3 separate regions of the Mus musculus genome follow, and all the other regions are linked to region 2. Evidence: chromatin contacts called from public HiCAR-type and promoter capture Hi-C data. All regions are on one chromosome and are shown on one strand. Each heading gives the region's core, a stretch centred on a gene start, on an enhancer-like site or on the middle of the called end of the contact. The rest is flanking DNA. Distances are from core to core; before and after follow the strand shown.

Region 1 (3,100 bases), core at 586-3,085, 1.1 Mb after region 2:
GAGGGTGGCAAATGGGGAAAGTTTATGAAGTACTAGTCTAGGTTTTGAGCAATAAAAACATCTAGGCTAATTTTGTATTACATCATTGCCTAAGTAGGCTATAAAGTCCTCCAGGACATGAACCAGCCTTCTCAGCATCCACGTCAATACTGCTAAATGCATGAACGTGTCCTGCTTTGTTTTAGGTAGAAAAGAATTAATTACTTTACCCAAATAACTGTTAGATATGGTCACTTATAGTTGATGCATAATTATAACAATTCTCCCACTTTGTCCACCATTATTTCCTTCCTAAGCCAATGTCAAAAACCCATTGTATCTTCTACTGTAGACCTATGTAAAGAGAATGTTCAAGTAAACTAAGAAACTGATGGCTAAGTTATGTTATCAAATATCAACTGTTCTTTAAGTGAGTCATGCTACTTTGGTGTAACAGGTGCACAGATTTTGAACCCTGAAAGCCTAAGTGCAAATCCTAATTTCTGCACTTACTAAGAACTTAATCTTCTGCACCTCAGTTTTCATGTCAATATACAGGACAAATACTGGTACTGCGAGGGTTCTGATACTGTGTCTTTTACATCTGCATTATAATCAACTCCCAATAAACAGTAACTATTAAGTTTAATCATAGTTGGCATCCACAGTCTGGAGAGACTTTTGTTTTGGCTTGTTTTGCTTTTTAAAATGTTGTTATCCAATTTCCGCAACAAAAATGTATTTTCACTGTATGCAGGTTGCTAATGCCGAGCCTCAGTATTTTGCTTTCTCCTATTTTAATTGGTTCCTGACAAAGTTTTTTTCAATCTTCCCTCCAGAGGTGACAACCAGTATCACGACCGGCTTTAATATTTTGGGAAACCACACATTTCCCTTCAAACCCCAGCTACACAGAGGTCTGGTTTTAAAACTACCGCTTAGGGAAATGATACACCCAAAGCAACGATCCCCTCGAGAAAAGGAATAATTTGATCAATTCTACAGAACCGTTCCCATTCAAACGTTCCCAAATCTGCAGAGTGAGCAAACGTTCAAGTTTCTACTAGCAAGAAGACAATCTGCAGCCTTCTGGTTACTGGACTCTGAACTCTTCCCAGACTCACGAAGCGAGAACATTCCGCGCATCTTCGCGCCTGCTTCTCACACAAAGCCCCTGGTTGAAGAAAAGTCGCCCTAGGCGGGCGTCGGCACTCACGGCGGTGCGGCCCACCCGGGGTCTCTGCCCACGGCGCCCCTTTCGACCCTCCGGGGAGCCCTCCAAGCGCCCGGCCCCGGAGCGCCTCCACGCCGGTGCCCGCCCACGCCCCAACAGCTTCAGGCCGGGGCGCATTTAGGCAGTGGAATCAGGGGGCCACGGTCCCGGCCGGCCTCGCACCCCTAAGGGCAGCCCCCGACCTCGGCAGGCTCGCCAGCCGCTGCCCCCCGGGAGCCCAAGAGGGCCGGCCTCTGCTCGGTGCTCCGCCACCCGCGCTCGACACCGCCCCCGCCCCGCCTCTCCTCCCCGCCCCGGCTCGCGTGGCGCCTGCCGGGTCAGGAGCGCCCGGCCGGCCGGGCGCCGCCACCTGCGCCCCCGGCCCCGCGCCATGTTTGAGAAAGAGCTGAAGCGAGCCAGAGGCCCGGCCCGGCCCGCGCGCCCCGCAGCCACCCGCCCGCCACTCACCCTTCGCCCCCGGGAGCAGCGTCGCCGCCGCCACCAACACGATGAGGAGCTGCGGACGACGTGGAGCAGCGGCCGCCGCCTCCATGGTCCCGCCGCCACTGTTTGTGGCCCGGCCCGGCCCCGGCCGCAGCTTCTCCTCAGGAAGCCTCGCCCCTCCTCGCCCCACCTCCCCGCCGCCGCCGCGGCCTCGCTCCGGCCCTTTGTAACTGCTCGAGGGGCGTACGCCCATTGGCTGCCCGGCTCCCGCCGACCCCGCCTCCCCCGCCGCCCGCGAGCGCCCTAGCGGGACCTAGCCGAGAGCCCCGCCCGCGGGGCCCTGGGCTACCAATGAGCGGCCGTGGGTTTCTGCCTCTAACCACGCCCCCGCACTGCTGGGCCTCTGACCACGCCCCCTCACCGCTGGGCGCCTTTACTCCAGCCACAGCGGGCAGCTCGCGCTCCCGCGGCGGGTGGGGGCAGGGTCCCAGTCTGCGCGCCCGAGGGAGCCCACGGTCCCGACTGAGCGCAGGGTGTGCCTGTGAGAGTTGCTCAGGGAAAGACTGTGACCGTTGCACGCTCTTTTCTTCTACTCCAACCCCACCCTGACTTCCCCTGCACAGTCCTGCACCCGCAAAACCCAACTCTCGCCACTCGGACCCTCAATATTGTCCGGGGTTCAACTTCCCCCACCCTAGACCCGCGGCTTCCAGCCTCCCCGCAAAGACAGTCCGATTTCTTTCTGCACTCCACGTCCGCCCCAGACCTCGTCGTCCTCTCCCCAAATTCCAGTCTCAAAGTCGGAGCCCAGTTTCGGAATCCCAAGGTGGAGCTCAGACACACCCCCGAGTGGCCTCTGTGTCTCGGCACCGTAAAAAGACCCAGACTAAGGGTCCCCGCCGCCCTCCTTCCCTCCCACCTTTGCTGTCCCCGCGTGGAAGCGGAGAGGCCCACGGGTTTCGAAGGAGGGAGGATTGCCCTACGAAGAAGCATCCCGCCCCGGGGCGAAGCGGGAGCAGTCATAGGTACTTTGAGTTGTCTCCGACACTCCTGTGTAATAATTTCGAGGTGTCACTAAAAACCCAAATAAACTCAGCTCCGCTTTCATTCTGAATTCCTAATTTACTGTGAGACGCTCCACCCACCTTCCCTCTGGGACGCCAAAATGAGCTCCAGATTTGTAATTCTTCCTGTCAGACTAGTCCTTTCTTCAGACACAAACACAGTCACGGAGGCGGCCGCATGGCACCGACAGCATTTTTCCGCAGAACCTTTTAAGGAGAAAATGTTATTTTCTGTGTGATTTGAACTCGGAATTAAATAAAGCTCCGTAGTAGGAATCAGCCGGCCTCTAGTAGCTGTTGGTAAATTGCTTTATAGCCACTTTCCAAGAGTTTGATCCTGCTTATGAAAGCAAACCGTGGGGGCTAAGAGCTGGGGTCTGAGACTGCTCCTCGGCTCCAG
Region 2 (3,118 bases), core at 141-2,640:
GTGCTCAGAGGACTGCAAAGGACTGTTCCAATATGGTAGGATTTGAGGCCATCAGAAGGACTCTAGATTTGGGGGGGTAAGTGACATGGGGAACCACCGAAGAGTTTTATAGTGACATGCTTTGCCATATATAAAAAAATATTCCGAGAACTGCTCTGCAAATGTTAGACTGTATGGGGTCTAAGATGGAGAGAAATGTGTTCCCGGCTCTTTCCTCTGATCGGGGTGATGTGGACCTTGAAGGTAGCCAGGGAGATGGTGATTAATAGTGGAAGTCAGAGCCAGCTGGTTTTTCTCCTGGGTTAGAAGCCACATGGTCTCAGAAAGATGCCAGCTTTTAAGGTTTGGCTTGAGTAACTGGCAGGATGGGATGCTATTTAAGGTGAAGAGGTTGTAGGAAAATATTTCAGAATGGATGTGCAGAGTTATCTTTTAGTCCTTGTTGATACTGAGATAGATATACATTGCAAAGCTGAAGGGAGAAGTTCTGAATAAGCTGGTAGCATTTTGGAGTTTAGGGGGCATATCTAGGTGGCATAAGCCTTTATAATTTTTTTTTTATTTTATAGTTTTACATATAATGTCATCAACTCCCAAGGCAGGTGCGGTGGGGGAGGGGAGGTTGTCTGTGTGGTGGCTTTTTGGCTTTATTCTTTATTCATTAACACAGAGGAGGTGTGACCTTAATTCTGATGCTTGGGTCTCCTGAATTTAGTTATTATCGTTTTATCCCTACTTCGTATATTGAACCTCAATATAAGGTATTAGGCTTTTCTAGTTCTTATATGTAGGAAGCTGCAAAGACAAATTTGACTCTAGGCTGACACTCTATCTGTATGCTTTTCCTTATATGTGGCTAAGTCAATCTTTAGATGGTTTTGTTTTCAAGATTTCTTTCTTCACATCTTCTTTGTAGGCATTTTAATGTCTCAAATTTCTCTAAATCCACTTACTTTGATTAGTAGAAGTTAATTATATGCTGAAAATGTTGAATTGGGGAAAACCCTGTCCTAGGTTTCCGGGACTCTGCCACAAGGTATAGTTTGTAACCTCTTAGCATTTGTCTATTTGCCTTTAGTCCAGGTTACCCTTCCCAGAAATGCTATCTTTGCTGTCCGAAACTTTTTCCTTCCTCAATTAAGCTCAGTTTATACTTTTCTCTAGCTCCAGGTTTGAAGAACTGAAGTCCTTGGGGGGAGAAGACCGCCTTTCAAGCTGTAACCAGCCAACATCCTCCAAGCCAAGGATGCTGGAAGACCTGACTCGGCTTGCTGGACCCTAGACCCTCCTCTCTTTCCTCCAGCTTCCGGCGCAGCCCCTCTTAGAGGGGGCGTGGCGTGCAAATCTGGACCCGCCCTCCGGCTGCGCGCGATTGCGACCTGCGGTCACGTGAGCGCGGCGAGGGAGGGCCCCCACTTCCGGGCGGCGGAAGGAGACGCGTCCGCGTGAGGACGAGGCGATTTGAAAACACGCTCTGGGAGCGAGCGGAAAGCCTGCGGCCGGCGGTTCACGGCGTGCTCCTGCGGGGCTTGACGGTCGCTCGCTCTCCGCCGCGTCTCCGCGTTCCGGGTCCGTCCGGGCTCTCAGGTGAGCGGCGTCTGTCTGTCCTGCACGGCTCTTCTGGGGCGCGGACACGCGAGGCCCAGGCGGAGGGACGGACTGTGGCGGCGGGTAGGGCGGCCGGGGTCCTAGCTGTCCCCCCACCCCGAGCGTGAGAGCCGGCCGAGGGGCTTCCGAAACGCCTCAAGCGGCCGCGGTCCGATTCGGAGGCTCGGCGGGTGTTAGGCCGGCGTGTGGGGGTCGGGCCAGAGACTCCACTCGACGTCCACTGAGGTATAGGAACCATGGTTTTTCTTTGGGAAAAAAAAAAAAAAAGACAAACGGAGTTTCCATTTTTGGTGTGCGAGCTCGAAAACGGGCGGGCGGATCTGATCGCTGCCCTCCTCCCCCTCCCCTTGACGGAGGACCCTCTCTTTCTGCCCCCTCGAATTTGGGGAACTTTGGAGACGCGAAGGGTTGGAGAGAATCACCGTAGGCCAACTGCTGCAATGCTTACTTTCTCTCCTTGATTTCTTCCTTTCTTTTGGAGAGCGGGAATAGTTGGAAATAAGGAGGAAAGGTAATGGGCTGGCCGCAGGGCAAACTACTTGGGAGTCTGCTTAAGTTGCAGTCTTTCTTCCGCTCAGGTTAGCATTAAGACTGACCTGCAGCAGGCATGTGTATGTGTATGTGTATGTGTATGTGAGTTTTCAAGCTTACCAAAAAGGTGATCAAGTCCAGTGAGAGCTCAGGCTCCGAGGCTGGAGTTAGCTTCCTTGTACTATCTACTGCTGTAAAAGTGGTCTAGTCTAGTAGAGCTATTTGACTTCCAGTGTTACGAAAATCTTTAAATGGAAATAATAGCAGCATCTAATGGAACTTTAACCAAGTTCCTAGTGGGAAAAAAATTGTCAGTATGTTTCTGTAAATAATTGTCGAGATTTAAAAGTTATTAGCCCTCATAATTTTCCTAGCAGACTGATGAGAGTGTACTTGAAGTGATACGGCACAACTTACTGAGAATGAGGTCTGATGTAGATTGCTAGAGACAGACCGACCGACCCATCATCACACGTGAAAGAGTGCCTAGAGGATAATGCAAGATGTCACAGGGTCAATTTTTCTTTCTTGTGAACCGTTTTCTTTTATCTCTGGAAACACTACTGATAAAATTGTAAGAAAAAACTTACAGAGTATGCTTGCTTAATAGGTAAAAACCAGCTTTGTATTAAAAGGGATGAGTCCCGGGGCTTTCTGGGTGTGTGAGGCTTGTATGTTTGGTAGGTGTTGGTCCTGAGGCTGACTAACACATGCATGTGTGCTTGAAACAACTGTCAGCTTACAGCTCTGGGTATGGTAAGCATGGACAGGGCAATTACTTATTTAATCTGGTAAAATCTGGTAACTGTACCTTGGCTTATAGATACATAACCACAGTAGAAAATATGTTTGGATAAGAATCACACCGATTCTAGAAATAGTTTTTTTTTTTAAATGGAGATGGTATTTTGCTGTATTGATCAGGTTCCTCAAAGTGCCTGAGCTCAAGCAGTCTTTCTGCAGGTCTAGTATTGACACA
Region 3 (3,420 bases), core at 224-2,723, 1.0 Mb after region 2:
GTCTCAAGATAGCTATGAAGGCGATTACAGCCTTGTGAGTGTACAGCACATAACCAAGAGCCAGGCACAGGCTTTGAAGCCAGTACATGCAGCTCTAAGGGCCTGGATGCCTGCTGTCAAGCTTTGTCAACAGGCAAAACGCAACTGTGATGCCTCCAAGGAGAATGTGGCAGGAACCCACCTCCCTTTAGAAAGTCACCTGGGGCAGGTTGCTAATGTCAGAATTGTGGGGGTAGCGGAGGCGACTCCACCTTGAGTCGCAGCAGCAAAGGAAGCAGGGGGAGGGGAGGATCCTGGGTAGAGTAGGGAGAGGACCACAGGTCCACAAGGGAGAGAACGGGTGAGCCACAGGCACAACAGAAACAGCTTCACTCTCCAACCTATTGCTGCTTCTTGGACTCCACACTTAAGGATGGGGACAACTGGTGGAATCGATTTATAGACATGTTGATTTACAGATAAACACATGGCGCTTCTTGGCTTGGTTTGTTTTAGAGAAGAAAGACGACTCTGAGAACATAGCTCAATGGTAGAGTAATTACTGAGCATGTGCAAGGCCCTGGTTTCTATCTCCAGCCCTGGAGAGACAGAGACGTGTGTGTGTGTGTGTGTGTGTGTGTGTGTGTGTGTGTGTGTGTGTGTGTGTGCGTGCGTGTGTCTGAGAGAGACAGAGAACACAGAGATATTCTGAATATGATTCTGTTCATCTATATTAAATAAGAGGCTTAAATGTGTGGTTAATGAGACATAGTAAGAGAAAATAAAGACATGAGAAATTGCATGCACTCTATGTCCCTAGAGAACTTCCTTGTCACGATGCTTAGCTGCTCCTCACTTCATCTGCCTCACGTTAGCCTCAGGATCACCGGGTGGGGTCCCACAGCAAGCGATACCATCACATTTCATCATGAAGGCCCAAAGGCTGAGAGCATCAGACCAGGCATCTGAATCCAGTTCTGTCTGCCTAAACCAAGCATCCTCGCACCAAACAAGATATTCCTACACGTTAAAGGCTTGAAAAGCTCTGGAGGTAGAGGAAGGTCTCACCATCCCTCCCTGATCGCCTTCCAAACGCCAGGCGAGAGGGTTGTAGGGTTGAGCTGGCTCTGGGAACCAACGATGTATGTGCAGCTTTCGCCCCCTGGTGGCTGATATGCGAAGTGCTCGACAGTGGAAGAACAAAGGCTGCTAGCGTCCTTCCCTACCGCCCCCCCCCCAACCCCCGCCCCGGAATGGGGGTTGGGGTCCTGGACTTGGCTCTAGCGGCACGATAGACTAATGAGCTGTACATCTGCTCAGGAGGCAGCTGTTGAGTGCCTGACGGAAGGGTCGAGCCTGAAGGAATGAAATGAAAATTTGATTTATGTCGCTTGTTTTGGCAAGCTTTTGGGAAATGACCAGCCAGCAGCGCTGCCCCAGCACTCATGAGGGGTGAAGGGTGAGCGAGTGTCTCCTTGTCGCTCCACCTCACCCTTCAGCTGTCAACGAAGTCGTCCGTGGGGAACTGACTCTTATGCCCCTCCTCCAGGCAGCTGGCTTGTCCCGCCTTTGCTGGAGATGGGGGCGGGGGGCCTTCTGGTTCATCTCTGCTCTGTCTGAAGGGGGCGGGGGGTGCAGCTTCTTATACTTGTTTGAACATACATGTAAGTGTCCTCAGCTCTAGGCATCTGCCAGCTCCAAGCATTCAAAGGGGTCAAAGGGTGTGTCAGCTGAGAGGATGGCCACGCCCGCTATATTTTCAGAGCAGCGGCAATCTCCATGAGGATCGGGCTCCTTTGAGAAAGGTGGCTCCTTAACGCCAGGTCTCCTGGCACTGTGTGGCAGGTGTATGAATGAGGCCACAGGGAAGCTGGGCACCGTGCTCCAGAGCTTGCTTCTCTGCCTGCCTGTCCAATGTTCCCCTCTCCCAGGAGTATTATGGGAAACACCAGTCCAGCGTGTCTTCTCTAGGGCTGGGCTTCCAAGAGAATCAGCCCCGGGGAAGCTCCCTGCTCGTACAGCCTGCCGGAGTGGGAACACTGCCATCCTCCCTCCCTCTGCCCTGCCCCTTAGGGTGCTTCACATATACTTTCTCTGTATTTCATACTACCTTATTGAAAAGGGGAGACATATGTCTCCTGAGAGGCTTTACCTAGGAGCAGATGGAAGCAGACACAAGCATCAGGTGGCCTGTGGGGAGTCCTGTGGAAGAGTAGGGGATAGGATTAAGCCAGCCGGAGTGGTCAAAGACACCACAACTAACCTGGGCCTGTGGGGGTTCACAGAGACCGAACCACTAACCAGTGGGCTGGACCTAGATTCCCTATACACTTGTAGCAGATGTGCAGCTTGGTTTTCATGTGGGTCCCCTAACAACTGAGCTGTCTGACCCTGTGGCTGCCATTGGATCCCCTTCCTCTACTTGGACTGCCTGGTTGGTCCTCAGGAAAAGGGGTGTGTAGTCCATCTAGGACTGGATGTCTCAGGGTGGGGTGGTACCCCAGGGGGCTTTACTTTCTCTAAGGAGAAGATGAGGGAGTAATGGGGGAGAGGGATTTGTAAGGGTGAGACTGGGGGGAGTGGAGGAAGGGGGTTGATCAGGATGCAAAGTGAATAAATAAATTAATAAGAAAGAGAGATTAAAGTGAGTGGCACAGTTGCTTTCTGGCCTTCATGAGGAAAACCTGGGAAGTGAGCTTTGTCTGTCATGTGTGCTTCGCAAAAGCCAAGCTCCTGTCTATGAAAACCACTTAGGAGGTAGGAGATACCTGAGACCAACTTGGAACTCTCAGCTGTCCCCCTGCCTCAGTCTCCCCAGTGCTGGGATTACAGGTGTGAGTCACCACCCCTGGCGGAAGCATGCTTTTCTGCACATGTCCTTCCCATAGACTCCCTCTCCCTGAGGTCATCAAACCATTTATGAGAGGGAAAATGACACGACCTCAGGTTATATTTCCCCTTGAGTGTTTATATTGAATGAGTGAACTAATTAATAACTAGGATTTCTGCATAGATTCGTAATAGGGAAGCAACAATCCACCACTGAAATGTGCATGACGGTGGGGAGCCACTGTCCAGGCAGAGCTGGTGACGCGTGAGGGACTCATACATCCCCAGAGACCCGGAAGACCTTCGTGCCAAACCGGGACCATTTACTATTTCCATTAATGGCTTGAAGGATGGAAGGGAGCCTCAGCTAATCACATTTCTGCAAGCGCTGAAGCTGGAAGGGATCTTTGCCACTTCGGAGGCCCAGATTAAAATGGGATCGAGGCTTGACGAATTGCAGAGATGGCCCTAAATCAATAAACAGAGCAGCAATAAAGATAAATGCCAGCTGTGTGAACGGGGCTGGAGAAATGATCGGCGAGCGAGCGGCGGGGAGAGAAATGAGTTTTGAGGGGCCCAGGAGGAAGAGCCTGGTTGGGAATTGATCGAGCC

The links. Promoter capture Hi-C pulls out the DNA fragments that hold promoters and counts their contacts. HiCAR-type assays count read pairs that join an accessible place to other places.
Region 1: a contact with region 2 is called in a HiCAR-type map of astrocytes, with 4 times the contacts expected there. The contact joins the promoter of Tgfbr1 here to the promoter of Tex10 in region 2. A contact is called at or near these places in 8 of 39 promoter capture datasets (the C10 cell line, embryonic stem cells, hippocampal neurons and 3 more), 3 of 484 Hi-C or Micro-C datasets (B cells, the HL-1 cell line and embryonic stem cells), 2 of 115 datasets of contacts at active chromatin or transcription factors (astrocytes and pro-B cells) and 1 of 9 other capture datasets (liver).
Region 3: a contact with region 2 is called in a promoter capture Hi-C map of liver, with 5 times the contacts expected there. The contact joins the enhancer-like site here to the promoter of Tex10 in region 2. A contact is called at or near these places in 11 of 39 promoter capture datasets (the 3T3-L1 cell line, cranial neural crest, embryonic stem cells and 6 more), 1 of 15 datasets of contacts at CTCF or cohesin (large pre-B cells), 5 of 115 datasets of contacts at active chromatin or transcription factors (embryonic forebrain, embryonic limb bud, forebrain and 2 more) and 2 of 9 other capture datasets (embryonic stem cells and liver).

What each region holds. Positions count from the first base shown.
Region 1 is chr4:47,351,957-47,355,056 of GRCm38.p6, reverse strand. Tgfbr1 (transforming growth factor, beta receptor I) reads right to left here and starts at 1,835. Exons shown (of 9, transcript NM_009370.3): 1 at 1,661-1,835. The coding sequence starts at 1,745. It overlaps Gm32435 (a long non-coding RNA gene), which reads left to right. Exons shown (of 3, transcript XR_390551.4): 3 at 819-2,743.
Region 2 is chr4:48,471,735-48,474,852 of GRCm38.p6, reverse strand. Tex10 (testis expressed gene 10) reads left to right here and starts at 1,390. Exons shown (of 15, transcript NM_001355740.1): 1 at 1,390-1,587.
Region 3 is chr4:47,435,909-47,439,328 of GRCm38.p6, reverse strand. No RefSeq gene overlaps it. Among named protein-coding and RNA genes, the nearest start is that of Alg2, 37 kb to the left of the region's middle. Within about 2 kb of position 1,473, at least 180 of the 459 cell types and tissues checked have an H3K27ac peak or open chromatin away from gene starts, as enhancers often do. A contact at or near this core is called in embryonic forebrain, forebrain, hippocampal neurons and 2 more, where this site is marked.